Linked DNA regions of Mus musculus: region 1 is linked to region 2. Evidence: chromatin contacts called from public HiChIP or PLAC-seq data. All regions are on one chromosome and are shown on one strand. Each heading gives the region's core, a stretch centred on a gene start, on an enhancer-like site or on the middle of the called end of the contact. The rest is flanking DNA. Distances are from core to core; before and after follow the strand shown.

Region 1 (2,700 bases), core at 171-2,670, 320 kb after region 2:
TTTCTTCCCCCAAAATATCTCTTCTAAGCTACACCTCCCCCAGCAGACACACACGACTCCCTCCATCAGGAGTGCTGAAATTCTAGGTGTGGTCACTTATTTTGTCTAAAGCACCAAAATAAGAAAACAAAAACAAAGAAAACCAAACCCATGTGTACCTAAATCATGTTAGTGCACCATTCTGGAAACAGAAGCTTTTGATCTGTTCCTAGGTGGCACGGGAGTCTTTCTCGGACATTCCACCCAGGTAGTTGGCCAAGGCAGTAGCTTAGTATGTTAAGAGGATCCATAAAGAAAGTTCTAGAATGGGTGAGACAGCACAGTGCATACAGAGGTGTATGCTCACAGTCACTCACTTCCGGAGGCATCAGGCTCATTTCCTCTGAGAGTCAACCATTGTCAATGGCCAAAAGTACAATGTGTCTATTGATAGCTTTGCTGCACCCAACAAAGTACAATGAAGAAATAAATTCAAGTGGCTCAGCTACTAACCAGCTTGATAGCCTGTAGACTGAATATCTTATGGATTATATGGATATATAACCTGTTAATTAAAAAAAAACATGGCCTGGGCTGGAGAGATGGCTCAGCAGTTAAGAGTACTGCCTGTTCTTCCGAAGTCCTGAGTTCAAATCCCAGCAACCACATGGTGACTCACAACCATCCATAATGAGACCTGACACTTATGTGTCTGAAGACAACTAGAGTGTACTTACATATAATGAATAAATCTTTGCTCTGGAGCGAGCAGAGGTCCTTTGTTCAATTCCCAGCAACCACATGATATCTCACAACCATCTGTACAGCTATAGTGTACTTATATACATAAAATAAATAAATAAATCTTTTTTTAAAACCCTATGGCCTATAGGAAAGGGTAGAGTAGAAGGTGTGACAATTCTGTAGGCAGAAAGAATTCTGGAATAGTGCCAGGTGTGGGGGATTTGCTTGGGAAGATGGGAACTCGGCAGACGCATGGTTCCTGAGCAGAAGTTACCGGCCACGTGGTAAAATGTGGATCAGACTAAATGGGTTATATTAAGTGCTGATCTAGTCAGAGAAGAGCCTAGCTATATGGCCAAGGTATTTGTAAATATATCTTGAGTCTAAATCTTATTTCTGGGAAGCATGAAGCTGGGTGGAAGGACCAGACCTCAATTCTACAGCAGCCTCGTCCCTCCAGCCTACAGAGTAGTGCAAACATGATGGTGTCAAACACACTCAAAGGTCTAGCCACACTTTCTGACACAGTGGCCTGATTTCCAGGGCTGGCTGTCCCTCTTCACAGATGCATGACCTTGGGCAAAGGATCTGCCTTCCTGCCTATCTCCTCAAGCATGAAAAGAGAAGCATCCATCAGACAACCTCCACAGAGCACTGAGCGTGGTGCCTGGCACATGGCCCAGCACCTGGTCAATAACGGTGACTGTTACTTCAGTTATTAAGTGCTGGGAGTTGGCTGGCTGTCCTATGTTGAGCCTGAGTCCTCATCTGTGACATGAAGAAGATCATATCAACTTCATAGGAACAAGATGGAGGAAAGGGACTGTAAGAAAATGCTCGAAAAGGTGGCAGTGGGGACAGTGATGGTTATGAAGTTGAGGGGGTAAGGAAGGGTCAGAATGCTATGGGGCTCAAGCCACACAATGTGTGTCAGCCCTGCCACCTGCTCTCAGAGAAGGCAGATTCTTCGCACACGCTCAACCTCATCTGTCCTCAGAGGGACAGTAGTGCTCATTTCACCAGGCTATACCTCTTGGGTCACAATGACAAAGACCAAGTGACCAAGCTGTGTGTGTGTGTGTGATGTGTGTGTGTGTGTGTGTGTAAGTGTGGGTGAAAGTGTGAGTGTGTGTATATGTATGTATATATATTTGAGTGTGTATGTGTGTATATGTGTGTGTGAAAATATGTGTGAGTGTATGTATATGTGAGTATATTTGTGTGTATAAGTGTATGTATGTGTGAGTATGTGTGTGAAAGTGTGTATGTATGTTTGTGTGAGTATGTGTGTATATGTGTGAATGTGTGAGTGTGTGTATGTGTGTGTGAATATGTGTATATGTATGTGTGTACAAGTGAGTTGTACACATGAGCATGTGTGTGTGTGTATGTGTGTATATGTGTGAATGTGTGAGTGTGTGTATAAGTGTGTGTGGGTATGTGTTGTACAAGTGTGTATTAGAAGTGTATGTGTATGTTTGTGTGTTTATGTGTGTGAGTATGTGTGTATGTGTGTATGAGTGTGTGTATAATAAGTGTGTGTGTTTGTGTGAGTATATGTGAATGTTTGAGTGTGTGTATGTGAGTGAAAATGTGTGTATGTGCATGTATGTGAGTGTGTGTGTGTACATGAGTATGTGTGCATGAGTATGTGTGTGAGTATGTGTGTATGTGTGTATGAGTGTGTGTATAATAAGTGTGTGTGTTTGTGTGAGTATATGTGAATGTTTGAGTGTGTGTATGTGAGTGAAAATGTGTGTATGTGCATGTATGTGAGTGTGTGTGTGTGCACATGAGTATGTGTGTATGAGTATGTGTGTGCACATGAGTATGTGTGTGTATGAGTGTGTGTGTGCACATGCAGGTGTGTAGATGCATTTGCACATGGATGTGTGCATGTGGAAGGCAGTGATCAATGCCAAGTGTCCTTCTCTGGTACTCTTCGCCTTATTTTCTTGAGACACTCACTGAGTCTGG
Region 2 (2,700 bases), core at 166-2,665:
ATTTCCAATGCTATCCCAAAAGTCCCCCCTACCCTCCCCCACCCACTCACAATTTGTTACTATTAAATTACAAATATATAGATCTATGTTGTAAAATAAAAATCAGTAATGAACTTAGAAATGTATGGCTAATTTTGACAAAAATGATTCAGTGAATGATATAATTCAATAGCATAGGGATAATTTTCTTCAACAAATTTTGTCAGGAAAATTAGATGACCAAGAGTGAACCAGCCTCCAAAAAAGCCTTGGTGATTTTTGTTTGTTTGTTTGTTTGTTTGTTGTTTTTGAAGTCCTAATGTAGATTCATCTCACTTACTAGGACCTGATTTATACAAGCATCAGAATATGGTGGACAGGAGGTAGGGAATGTTCAGGAAGGAGTGATCCTCAGAGTATATTAGATCATTTTTATTCCCATGCTCAACATATTTGAGTAACTTCTTATCTTACTCAATGAAACTCAGTGTCTGCCTTGGCTTGACAAAAATGTTTTATGACTAGCTCTCTGACCTCATTTCCCATCGCTGCCTCCCTTACTCTATTGACACATGGATTTCACTCCTCAAAATCTTCCTTGACCTTGATAACTCAGACTTATCATCTAACAGGTATATGGTCCCAAAATTCTGTTTCCCTAAAATGATATTACATATTTCCCAAAAGAAAATACACATATAATTTAGACAACACATTGTATCATCTGATCCTTGGTTTCACTCAGTCAAGTGATATATTTGTTATTGGTTATATTGGGAACATGATAATGTCTACCATGGGGCTGAGGAGATGTCTCAGTTGATAAGATACTTTCTCTGTAAGCACTGAGGATGGAGCTTTCAAACTCCTTATCCATGCAAAACCTGGATGGATACAGTAGCCCACATACATTTCCAATCCTCAGGACAAGCTGCTTAGATGTACTTGACAGATTGATGTGATCCAGGTATAGCAAGAGGCCCAGACACATTATAGAAGGTGAACCATGATGCAGGAAGATACTGACATCACCTTCTGGCCTCTACCACATATGTGAACACACATAAACATATACATGTATTTCACACACATGTATATGCAAACATGCCTAGCAGAAGTGATAGAATGCAAGCATGTTGGGAATTAAGACAGAGGGTAGTGAGGCCTTTGGGTCAACTTATTTCTTTGCTCTGTTGTCTTTCCTCACTACTTGGCATATATTATTGAGCAGGAAGCACTTAATGCTAGCTCATAAGTACCACCCTCCCATGTCAGCATGGAGAGTCTGTATGCTGACAGAGTCTTTCTTCTCAGTGTTCTTAATCTCGGTTTCATAAAGTTATTTTTTTATCCCCACAAATCATTACTGCATAATGTGTTTCCCCAACTCTCAAATCATGCACTTCCCCATTAGCTCAAAAGGCTGTATGCTAAAGACAAAAACCATACCTCCATGTTCCTACATATAGAATTTTTGTGGTTTAAGAGCCTCAGTGAGGAGATGTCTGAAAATAACCTCTCAGCAGGAACAAGACTGGTACTGGGCCACATCCTCTGAGAGGCCCCAGGGCTGGATTTCCTTCCCAATTTCTGACTCTCCCCTTCAAAGAAACCCCGTACTTAAGAATCTTGACTTTCACATCAGTTGCAGAAATCTCCGACAGACACACGGAAAGAAACCATCTTTCTGGCTATGATGTACTGTGATGTTTACCATCTTGAAAGAGTCCCTTCTTAGTCAGCTGCACAGTAAGTCACCCACTGCTTCACCCAAATCACATCCCCTAAGAGAAGACTCCTGGGGATGCAGCTGGCGTTCTGTCACTCCCAGGTGACAAGCTGGCACAGGACGATTTATCTCCTCCATCCATCGGTACGAAAAGCTGGTGCTGAGGTTTTCAACAGGACAAACAAACAAACCGACAAAAACCAGGGAGGAAGTTGCAGGTCTGGCTTGTGAATTCATCAAGCACTGACTTCATGAAATGTTAATGAACAGATTCATGCAGGGACTGGGTGGAACTCATCAGGCAAACCAAAATGCATGCATTTAAGGCAACAAGAAGGAGAGAGAGAGAGAGAGAGAGAGAGAGAATAGAGAGAGAGAGAGAGAGAGAGAGAGAGGTGTTAAATCTATATGGTCTAAATGACAGGCAAAATAAATAGTATCATTTTGTCTCCATGCCTGTTTGTAGACAGAGAGATGCAAGGAGACAGAGACGACAGAGGGACATCACTCAGAGACAGTGTTGTGACATTGTACTACAAATCTTTCTGCAAGGTGAATGTCCTCTTTTCATAAAATGCCCTGACAGTGATTAACTTTAAAGGGGCAGAGTTATTCAGCTTACAGTCCTAGCTTAAAATCCTCCACTATGGGAAAGCCAGGGTGCAAACTTGAAGCGGCTGGTTACGGTCCACAGGGAAGAGCAGAAAGAAATGGTTATGTACAGACTTAGACTTTACCCAACTGTGTCTACTCATGCCATCCAGGAGCTATCACCAGGGGATGGTGCTGCCCACTCTCGGCCTTGTCTTCCCACAGCAATTCATACAATCAAAACAACCCCTTCAGATAGGCTTGCCAACCAGCCTTACCTAAACAATTCAACTTTGAGACTCTCCTCCCAGGTGATCCCAGTCTGTGTCAAGTTGACAATTAAAACTGACCATCATGGAAGCCAAAAGCTGTCCTTGGATTTGCTTAAACAAAGGCAAGAG

Evidence for each region. HiChIP or PLAC-seq counts read pairs in DNA pulled down with a chosen protein or histone mark.
Region 1: a contact with region 2 is called in an H3K27ac HiChIP or PLAC-seq map of large pre-B cells, with 4 times the contacts expected there. The contact joins two enhancer-like sites. A contact is called at or near these places in 1 of 484 Hi-C or Micro-C datasets (the N1E-115 cell line), 1 of 115 datasets of contacts at active chromatin or transcription factors (large pre-B cells) and 1 of 9 other capture datasets (embryonic stem cells).

The regions. Positions count from the first base shown.
Region 1 is chr17:4,600,086-4,602,785 of GRCm38.p6, forward strand. No RefSeq gene overlaps it. Among named protein-coding and RNA genes, the nearest start is that of Gm34259, 11 kb to the right of the region's middle. Within about 2 kb of position 1,421, at least 4 of the 459 cell types and tissues checked have an H3K27ac peak or open chromatin away from gene starts, as enhancers often do.
Region 2 is chr17:4,275,431-4,278,130 of GRCm38.p6, forward strand. No RefSeq gene overlaps it. Among named protein-coding and RNA genes, the nearest start is that of Gm41516, 84 kb to the left of the region's middle. Within about 2 kb of position 1,416, at least 18 of the 459 cell types and tissues checked have an H3K27ac peak or open chromatin away from gene starts, as enhancers often do.